Regions from separate parts of the Mus musculus genome. Here regions 1 and 3 are each linked to region 2. Evidence: chromatin contacts called from public Hi-C and promoter capture Hi-C data. All regions are on one chromosome and are shown on one strand. The core of a region is the stretch at or near the end of the contact, and the rest is flanking DNA. Distances in the headings are between cores, read along the strand shown.

Region 1 (3,479 bases), core at 83-2,582, 420 kb after region 2:
AACTTCCTTGGGTACCAAAGCCTGCAGATGCTCAAGACTCTTTGACACAATGACACGGTGTTTGCATAGAACTTGTGTGTGTCCTCCCACACACTTCAAACAACAGATTCCTAATAGTACCTAATTTAATGCAAATGCTATAGAACTCTGTTATACGGCATGTCTGAGGGAACTGTGATCAGGGAGCCTCAGCCCTGCTCGGTACAGGTGGAATCTTTATGAGGAGTTCTGATGTGCGTGCAGCTGCACCCACAGAGGCAGAACTCTTGGCTATAGAGCTGGCTTCACAAATGTATCTCTGCAAACATAACAAGCTCTAATGAGCTGGGCTTAGGCCATCGGACCACAGGAGTGTGTTAATATAGATGTGACAGCTAGTTAGAGGTGGTGGCAAGCTCCAGGGAGCAAGAGCGAGCAAGGATCTGCGCTCCAGGACATTCCTGAAGGTCAAGCTTTGAAGGTGCTGTGGGGCTAAGTCACTCAGTGTCTTCATTAAAAACAAACATAACACACACACACACAAACGCGCGCACGCACACACTTGCATATTACTGTTCTCTACCGTGTTTAGGCTTGAGAATATAGTTAATGGGATAATTAAAAGATTGCAGACATCCTCAAGAGAGTGTTTTCAGGATGACTCTGAATAATTCCATCTTAGGGTGGGAGGAGAGACCTGGAGAGCAGTGCCCAAGCTTGAATCGCTTTGCTGTCTGTCAGCGTGGTTTAATGAAATTCACTGTGAAGGAGAGAAGCATGCTCCCAAGTTGTAGTGTTTCCAGGTGACAGCCAGGTTGGATCCTGGGACAACGTGGTAGGACTATCAGGATGGACCCCACGTACATGGCATGGCTTGGACAGCTGTTTCTGTCTCTTGCTCTCTTAACTGCTTTCACGGCAGCTCGCCAGCACCCCAGGGCTGTGTCTACTCCAGTGCTCCGGAGAGTCTTGGGGTTTTTCCCTCCCTGCTCTCTCCTGACAGCCAGCTCCAGCTCTCCCTCTGATGACCTTGGTTCCCCTCTGACCTTGGTTTGTACCACCTCCTCCTCCATGAAAGAGTTCCCAAAAAACCCAGGTCTAGGGGGCTCCTCGCACCGTCCCTGTACCCTGTACTTGATTGACCTGGCTCTGTGCCTCTTCACTCTGTCTTTTCTTTATCTATCATTTCCAGAGAAAGAAACCATACTCCGTGTGTAATATCTGCCTTCCCACTAAAATGAAAAATACAGTCTTTCCTCATTTTGTTTGCAGTGCATTCCCAACACTGAGTACGAGCCATATATGCAAAGTGAAACCTGAATAAACATTTCTAAATGCTGAATGGAGGAATTCTATTTCCCCAGTGATGCATAACAACTTCATAGCCATGAGGCATGGAGCACACTCCTCCCTGCCTCATGCTAGAGTCCCTGGTTTACAGTGTCTGCACGTGGTACAAATTCATTTCTGATATTTTAAATGCCGTCAAAACCACTCCCCATTATTCCATGGCATATTCTTCATGCTGCTGGAAGTTTCTGGTACATTCCTGTCATTGCTTCTGCTCCTGCATTAACTATTTGTGATAGCTACTGTGCATGGTGCCTTTGCTCTCAAAGGCTATTCAAAGGAAAGCATCATTCTGTGTTGCTTTTTACCTGACAGATGGAACCAATGTGCTGTGATCAAGGCAGGCAATGACATATCTCCCAGATGTGTCAACTGTCTTTTGATTTAAGAGAAAAAAAAAATGTAGCCTAGAAATCTGAAGAGGCTGGAGCCAGATCTCAGCTCACAGTGATAAAGTCAAAGAGTGGTCAAGGCCTTGAAGCATTTTAGTAACAAGGCTCTTAGCTTGTAGACACAAGCTCAGAGAACTAGTGGTTCCTACTATTTGTGTCTCCAGAACATATTGACATCCTCAGAAGGAAGGAGACAAGTTTTGCACAAGGGACAAACCAAACATGGCTTCAACATGTTGAAAGCCACAGTCTCAGGTGGTCCTTAGCTCTGTTCAATGCTATCCTGAGTGTTACAACCTGGTTTGGGAACTGATCAGTCATACCATGAAGCTCACTGCATGACATAAGCTAGAATTCGTAAGCCACAGCTTCCAGCAATGCATCATGGGTTTCTTCATGATATTATATGTCTCTAAAAGTGTGGTATTTTACAGAGAGAGTGATTAGAGACTTACAAGCGAGATGGCAAAGCTTCCAAAGTGACAATTGGGACATTAATTTCTCACCCTTTGAGGGGATTTATGAATAGTTTCAATTATGAATAAACAAGACTAATTAATAAGCTAGATGTACATTAGGAAACTTCTTTGCAGTAATCAGTTTCCACCAATTACCAATGCAAATATGAATACTAAGCAGAACAATATCTCTAGATTTAGCTGCCAGAAGCACCACTCTTCTCTGTGTGTTTAGGAGACGAATGCTAGCTTTGAGGTCAGACATGTTTACAGCAGCTTTCTGTGTGCACTTCATGTGCACAACCTTGGACTATTGGTCTGAAACTCTATCTTCCAATGCCTGAAACAAAGACTCTGACATCTACTTTTTAATTGAAAGGTTGCTGTAGATAACACATGTTGAGATTGTTTCTCTCCCCCAAATGCAATACTGCACAACACATTCAAGTTAATCACCCTTCTCTTTCCCATGTTGTATAAAGTTCAAAGGGTTATCTTCACCTGAAATTTCTAGCAATTTCTACAGTAACCCAAGACTAAGGTGTGTTGGTTTGAGTTGACACACACCTAACAAGTAATAAAGGATGCTTCAACATCCCAACTGAAAGTTCATCACATCTATTGCATTGGTGTGTGATTGAGAAAGCCCAACCTTTTATTTTCGAGGGGCACGGATATTGTTAGCATTGACAACAGCCATACATTCCAAGGGCTGCTGAACACTCACTCGTTCCTGGCCGAGCATCGGAGACATCCACGAGGGGCCCGGTGGCCTGAGACACCGATTGGTAATGCACCGTGTGAGTCACTGTCAGTGACTTCTGTTTGGCTGCCTCCCCGAAGTCAGCATCCGTCAACAGGACTGTGGAGCGGTCATCTGCAAGAGGGGGCACACAGAAAAGCCAAGTGTGTTTAACAAAGGTGAGAACAAATGGCAGTCTAAAGAGGCACACACACACACACTCTCACACACACACGCAGATAGAGAGGCTCGGCTTCTTGTGAAAACAACGTCACTCGGTGTAGCTGACCACTTGTCATACTTTGGGGTTTATGTGTTTGTCCAAAGCTTGCCTGACATACTGTACAATGTCAATGCCCCCAGTGATAGGGTTGCCCTGTGGGACAGACCTTTTCAGCTGCTGGAACACTCTGTAGAACTAAACCTTACAGTTCCCACAACTGAGGTTGGCTGTCACATTGACCTTGGTCAGTGTTTGGAGAAGGGGAGAAGGACTTTCCTGAGGAACTTGGTGGTTCCTTTCCTTTCTCCAGCCTATGTCTGAGCTTTAATCACTAA
Region 2 (3,582 bases), core at 521-3,020:
CATCTGGACAATAGGGAGAAGGCTCCAGCAATTAATCCTTTACTTAATCACCTGCTGTTTTAGGATGAGGTTCTATGTGCTAGAGACGGAAGTTTCTGGCCTCAGAGGATCAGAGGCAGGTCAGCTACAACTGTAACTCAGACTTAGATAAGTAAACTTTTTATTATACAGCAACCTTTAATTTTTTGTAAGACAAAGCCTTACCCCAGAAACTCATAAGACAAAGTCTTACCCTCCACCTATGCTCTTCCCCCTCTGCTGCCTCAAGAAGAACCAACAAGAAAGAAGAAACAGCCCACAGCCTACGCTATGTGTGTTTATGTGTGTCTGTCTCTGTGTGTGAGTGTGTTTGTGTATTTTTTTCCTTCCGCCATATGTATATATGTGTGTGCATGTGTGTCTGAGTGTATGTGTGTGTATATATGTACATGGGTGTGTCTGTATGTCTTTGTGTATTTGTGTGTATGTCTGTATTTGTGTGTGTGAACATGTGTGTGTATATTCGTGCGTGTGCATATGTGTATTCATGTATATGTATGTATGTATATATATATATGTGTGTGTGTGTGTGTGTGTGTGTGCATGTGGCTGTGTGTATTAGTATGCCTGTGTTTTTACTGTGTGTATACATATGTATGTGTGTGCATGTGTCTGAGTGTATGTGTGTGTATTGTATTTGTGTGCATGTGTGTGTCTTTGTGTATTCATGTGTATATATGTGTGTGCATGTGATTGTGTATGTGTGTATTTGTGTGTGTGCATGTATGTATGTGCATATTTATGTGTATATGTGTGTGCATGTGTCTCTGTATGAGTGTGCATGTTTTTTTATTGTGTGCATATGTGTGCACACATGTGTGTTTATGTGTGTCTGTCTCTGTGTGTGAGTGTGTTTGTGTATTTTTTTCCTTCCGCCATAAAGTTCTAGGGTATATATGTGTGCATGTGTGTCTCTGTGTGTGTGTTGTGTGTATATGTGTGCACACATATGTGTGTCTGTGTGTCTGAGTGTGTATGTGTGATTTGCTTTTTTTCCTTTCACTATGAAGTTCTAGGGATGAAACTCAGGAAGGTGTTCGGGCTTGCAGGCCGTTATCCAGTGAGCCACCTCATGGGTCCTTGACCTTGCTTTGAAACCCATCAGCAGAGTCTGGGCTGCTAACATTTGGGCTTTTTTTTTTTTTTTTTTTTTTTACTAGTTTTGTACTCTGATTTTTTTTAAATGCAGTTCAAATCACCTGTATAAATAAGATGCTTTAGAGCTTGTTATAAACATCCCCATCTCCCAAAGCCTTTAAAATAGGGAGATTATTTCTAGATACAGTCATCGGCAGCCACCAGCTCTGAAGTGTCAGTGAAGTTTTACAGCACCCAACAGCTGGTGGAAGGAGAAAGCAGGAAACAGGCCACTCACAGAGGAATCTCCATCCTGTGACAGTTCGTTGGGTTTTTAAATAACCCTCTAGAAAACTTTAAATCAGGAAGCCGCGCTTCATTTAAGTGGCCAGTGCGGCTGTTTCAGTCTTCACAGTTCTGTGGTCTGTCCAAGGCCTGGTGAATCCAGCCTGGTTCTGGATAAGGTGACTTTTTCTGGGCTTTTCCCTAGGCTCTGGACAACTCGCTTCTTTTCCACACCCCACAGTTTCCAGAGCCCCGCCTCTTCTGCCCTAGGCACCTCTCCATGGGTCTGTGATTGGTGCGCTCCCGAGCTCTCAGCCTGGCCTTTTAGGGACTGTTGTTAGGCCTTTAAAGTGATAAGGGAAAGGGTCCAGTGGCTGCTTTTATCAGCCAATCGTTTTCCTGACATCCCAAACGGAGGGGGAAGCCCGGGATGCCTCCCCGTTGCTCTTTAGCCTCTTGGTTGGAGGGGAGGGCTGGGAGCAGAGGCTTGGATCACCGCCAGCCCTGACCTGGCACCTGCTCCCCCGGGCGTCACTGCGGGATTTGTCCAGCGACTTCCCTAGCAGGGGTGTGTTAGGGGGAGTCCTCTTTCCGACTGTCGAAATGGTTATCAAAGTGTTTGTTGCCACATCTTCTGGGTCCATAGCGGTAGGTGTCTGGGGCTCTGTGGGCTTTCTTCCTATGTGTTTTTCTGGATAACTCCTGGTTGGAGGCAGAAGGAGTGGGTATGCCCCGGCTTTTGGCCTTGAATGCTGTTTTTGTTTTTGTGTGGGAGTCAACTGCACACTGCGGTGAGCATGAGCGCCCTGCGCTTTTTTGCCTCTGTCTTCGTGATGTTGGAAAAAGTATGTGAGTGTGTAATCTGGCAGGTTGGCGTGAAAGGTGACTGGACGGGGGGAGTGTTTCATGCTCCTTTTAACCGGTGTTTTGTGCGCTGTTGGTAGTGCTGTGTAGTTTTAGCCATTTGGAATTTTTAGTGCTTTATCATTCATTCTGTAAGACGCAGGCTAAATCTTGGAGACAGATGACGGGTCAGGGAGAGATGAATCAGATCGTCCAAACGACCTCGGGGCACAATTACTCCTATATTTGAAATAGCTGGAAACATTAGAAGATAGTAGGTATGAGCTTATTATTTGTAGAAAATGATGTCACAATGACAGCAGCAAACCCATCTGAGGCCCACAGTTTTAAATGCTCTCCTATGTGAGGGCACCTAGAGTGTGAGCTAAAAGCCCAGCTCCATATGGCTTAGCTCGGATTGCTTGAGACCACCCACTCTCTGATTCCAGCCTGCATTTATGTAGACCCGCTGGTAGAAGAAATAAGAGCAATTTAGAGACTCAGTTCTAGGTCTAGGAATGAATTGTAGGAGACTGGCTTCAGGTGGACTCTAGTGTCTGTCTTGTGAAGGTTCTAGTCAGTACTTAGCAGAAATGAGGAAGGCTGTGGGAAGAAAACAGTCTATTAATTCCAAGAGTTAGAGACCAGAGAGGGGGCTGTTTCCTTTAATAGCTGTTCCGAAGGGTCTCAGGTTGCGGCTGGAATTCTGACAGTCACTCCGCAGAGATGTTTCCAGGCCCTGGCTAAGTACCAGCCCCAACCACAATTTGCTGAAGGCCACTACACCCAACCGCGGACAATCAGGAGGATCTTCAGAGAAGGCAGGCAGAAAATAAAAGAGTTTGGCAACCCCACCCACTCGTCCAGGATGGTTTCTGTGGTTCTATTTGTTGTGTAGTATGTAGACTAACTCAGACTTGGAAATTATGACATCATGTGGCCCTGAACTGATCGATGCCCTGGACTAGGAGAAAAAGAGGAGCACACAGCTCGAGTGGAGAATTCCAATCACAGAGATTGAGAACACAGAACTTCCGTGGCTGTTGATGGGTTTACATAAGGAGCACACCCATGTTTCTTCAGTGCTGGCTGGGTTCACACCTGGGGCCTCACCCTTGCTGTGTAAGCATGTTAACTTACCACTGTGCTGCATCCTGGGAGTTCGCGCTTGGGTCTTTTAGATTGGAAATAAATTTTCAAGGATAGGTGATCTGATGGGCTGGTTTTGAAGTGGGTTTCAAACATTAGTGCTCAGTGTTGAAAACTTTTCACAGTCACTTACTTACTTTTAGTTTTAGGTGCATGGATATTTTGCATACATATATGTTACTATATCAC
Region 3 (3,453 bases), core at 192-2,691, 270 kb after region 2:
GTGTACTACAGTTTCTGGCCATGCCCTTTCCATTTGGAGACACACAGAGGATGCCATGATGTTAGAACTTGGAACAGAAAGCTGGCAACTCGGGAAGGAGAATGCAGCTGAGCCGAGAAGAGGGAATCAGTAGACGGGGGTGTCGTGCAGGTCTTTCTGGGTACAGGAGGCACTGGGACAGGTATTGGGGGCACCAAGGAAGGTTTGGGGGGCCCTCAACATGGTCTTGCTAGTCATGTTGATATTCACCATGATCAGCTGGGGCATACACTCTAATGCTGCTTATCTGGCAGACACCACACTTCCAGGCTCACAAGGTCTGGACTGAGAGGTATAAAAAGGAGCTGCTTTCCCCAATGGCTCATCAGGGCCAAAGTGAGGAGACCTTTTATGGGGTCCTGTCCCTAGGTGGGGCTGTCACAACCCTAAGTGAAAACAGATGTTTTCTCTCATGTCACTGCCAAGTGGGATTCAAGACTGCTGGACTCCAAAGGTCACTACAGACATGTCCTTCCACTCTAGGGTCCAAGCAGACAGACAGATTGGGGGGGGGACTCTAAACAGAGGGTGGTCAACTCTAAAGTCTGAAGCTGGTGCCCCCAAAGGGGGCCGGGAACAGCTGGGAGCCCAGAGGGATAAGAACCACTCCATACAAAGTTTCCCATTGCTCTTCAATGAGAAACAGAGTCTGTCAATTATAGACATGTAAGATACAGTCCCAGAGGGTGTGAGTCCTGCACCTCCCAGTCCATCGGCAGGGGCAGTCCTGTGACCATCAGTGTGCCTGTGACTGTTATGTTTCTCTCTCCTTTAAATTAAAAAAATAAAAATAAATAAAACCTTCCAAAGCAACAGGTTTCCTTGTGGCATTTCAAACGTCTTGAGTTTCAGTTGGCTGTCCCCACCCCTTCTTCTCCACCATTTCTTGCCCCTCCTCCCCATTTATTTCTTTCTATCCCCAGTATTCCCTGTTCAATCTCATATCACAAGTCGTAGTTTACCCTCCCCACCCCCACCCCTTGAACCCACCCTCATTCAAATAAACACATCAGTAAAAAGTTGAAGTCAGGATCTCCATATGAGCAGGGAAATTTGTCCTTCTGAGTCTGGCGTACCTCACTTGCTGTAATATTTCCCATTTTCTTCCATCTTGCTGCAAATGTCATGATTTCCCCCCTTCCCCCGTTTTTTAATGGCTTAAAATCTTCTATACTGCAGCTTGATTATCCTTTTGACTGCTGATGGGCATCTAGAACGAGTCTCTTTCCTTGCTATTGTGACCTGATCAGCCATGATCATGGATGACCAAGTATCTCTGCAGCAGGGTATAGAATCCTTTTAGGGTGGATGCTTTGGTGTGCAGCAAATTCCTTGGTTCCTGGATGGAAACGGAGCAGAGACCTGCCACGCAGTTCCACTGTGCTCCACTAGGTGGCTCTTTGCGCTCTCGGATGTCTGCAGGCGTTCAGACAGGTGAATGCCTCTCATTGGTTGGCGGGAGGCATGATGCCACCCAGCAGCTCTTTTTAAGAGAAAAGCCAGGACCAGGGAAGCAGCCACCCCTGAGCATTGCCTTCTGAGCTGTTCTGTGGGACCTAGCTGCGGAGTCAGGCCAACATGAGTGAGGTGAGCAATCCTTCCACTCTCACAGGGAAACCGCAGAGTGAGAAGGCTCTGCCCCTGTGGGATTCTCAGAAACCCAAAAGGTGCCCAGTGGGGCTGAGGGGTAGATGGATCCTGTTATTATTTGCTTTGAGCATAGGCTGTCTTGATAGCTTTGTTTGAATGCAGTGTAGAAATTTGCTAAGTTTGCAACTTTTGAAATTAGCCTTAGAAAGAGAAAGGGATGTAGGTATATTGTTTCTGATCTATGACTTAGGATTTTGTACCTCTGAAGAGAAAGCCAGTTATTTGATTCTTTCATGAATATTTGTGCTTTCTCCAGGGAGTGCGTCCTCACGTGTTTCCTTGGGATACAATCTGAATGTTAGCAGACAGTGCTAGCCACCTGGGAAATCCGGTCTCAGAAAAGAGGTGGGGAAGGGGGTTAGGATTTGTGCCTAAGTGCAGCTCTTGCAGAATCATTGTCTGTGACAGGGCTTGCAGTTAATCAGTTAATCAGAGCCCTGGAAAACATTCGGAGTCCAAGCTTGAGTGTGTGTGTGTGTGTGTGTGTGTGTGTGTGTGAGAGAGAGAGAGAGAGAGAGAGAGAGAGAGAGAGAGAGAGAGAAACTGCTACCTCTGAGGCATCAGGGAGTGTTGGCAAAAGAGCTCATTTTAAACCCAAGACCCTTTTCTGATTAAATGTATATAGAATATACAAGCTGGTGGCTTGCATATTTTTCTTTTAAAAAGCAACTGTAATCTCTCCCACAAGATTTGGGGTTACACAGTGCTATCCTCTTCAACTAGATGCCCAGCCAAGTCTGTTTTCATTTCCTCTCACTTGATACTTAATTACTGTGAAAGATCTGTTATCTTCTTTGTATTTTATTTAAAAAAAATGTTTGACAGATGGGTGATCTTTTTTTGGAAGTCTAGAGTAGAATTAACAACTTCAGAAATCAAATGTCTCCTCGCAGCTCCTCTCTCCTCTATGGACAGCTTTGGATCCAAACAACAGGCAGAAGGGCAAGGTGGTGCAGCACCCAGGCACAGGACTTGGGAGAGAGCCAAGAGCTTGGGGGAGGAGGAGGGTGGATCTGGGCTGGGAGATGGGAGTCTCCTGGCAACCCTGGGAACAGAAGCCACAGTGACAGCCATTGGTTGCCTCATGGTGTAAATGCTGAGAGCAGTGCCAAGCACTCCCACATGTGTCCCCTTCTGTGAGCCTCTCCATATCCTGGGCAGTCGGTGACAGAGGAGGAAACTGAGGCACAGGGAAGTGGACCAACCGATTCAAGACCGCCAGCTAGATCTGGGGCTAGCCTTGTCACACTGAAGTAGTTGGTACCTGGTGCCTGGCTCTGTCCAAATAAATGAGTGTGGGGCTCTGGAACAGCTGGAAAGGGTGGGGCAGAAGGAGGTAGAGAATCCAGGGAAAGCAAGCAGGGCTCTGAAGACCAAGGGCATTGAGGACAAGGTCTCTTTTCCTTTACATGTTGGGGGAGGGGCTTCCCTCTGGGTTCGTTAATCTTTCAGAAGCGCAAGGTTTATGGACACCTCACCTTGCTTGCAGGAAGAAGGGATGGCTGTGTGGACAGCTTTTCCCATTCAGAACTCAACAGATTCTCATCAAGAAGGAGCCTAGAAACGGCAGGCTCTGCAGACTGACCTCACAACAGGGACCCTCTCCTGTGTCCAGTCAGCGACATGCGACAGTGCCCTATCCCTCATTCTATGCTGAGGCTCATGTATAGAGAAGTCCTCCAGTGCCTCCTTGGTCACCCAGCTGAGCAGATGACTGTGTGGGTCTCCAGGGAAGAGCCTTGTCCCAGAGTTCAACCCACAGTT

What was found. Hi-C and Micro-C count contacts between places; a contact is called where the count stands out from the background. Capture Hi-C pulls out chosen DNA fragments and counts their contacts.
Region 1: a contact with region 2 is called in a Hi-C map of uterus, with 3 times the contacts expected there. The contact joins the enhancer-like site here to the promoter of Sh3bgr in region 2. A contact is called at or near these places in 7 of 484 Hi-C or Micro-C datasets (bone marrow-derived macrophages, embryonic stem cells, group 2 innate lymphoid cells and 1 more), 1 of 115 datasets of contacts at active chromatin or transcription factors (astrocytes) and 1 of 9 other capture datasets (liver).
Region 3: a contact with region 2 is called in a promoter capture Hi-C map of liver. The contact joins the promoter of Pcp4 here to the promoter of Sh3bgr in region 2. A contact is called at or near these places in 1 of 39 promoter capture datasets (hippocampal neurons) and 3 of 9 other capture datasets (adipose tissue, embryonic stem cells and liver).

What each region holds. Positions count from the first base shown.
Region 1 is chr16:96,616,594-96,620,072 of GRCm38.p6, forward strand. Dscam (DS cell adhesion molecule) reads right to left here. Exons shown (of 33, transcript NM_031174.4): 30 at 2,907-3,056. Among named protein-coding and RNA genes, the nearest start is that of Gm32509, 100 kb to the right of the region's middle. Within about 2 kb of position 1,333, at least 9 of the 459 cell types and tissues checked have an H3K27ac peak or open chromatin away from gene starts, as enhancers often do. A contact at or near this core is called in uterus, where this site is marked.
Region 2 is chr16:96,198,700-96,202,281 of GRCm38.p6, forward strand. Sh3bgr (SH3-binding domain glutamic acid-rich protein) reads left to right here and starts at 1,771. Exons shown (of 8, transcript NM_015825.2): 1 at 1,771-2,049. The coding sequence starts at 2,005.
Region 3 is chr16:96,466,165-96,469,617 of GRCm38.p6, forward strand. Pcp4 (Purkinje cell protein 4) reads left to right here and starts at 1,442. Exons shown (of 3, transcript NM_008791.3): 1 at 1,442-1,626. The coding sequence starts at 1,618.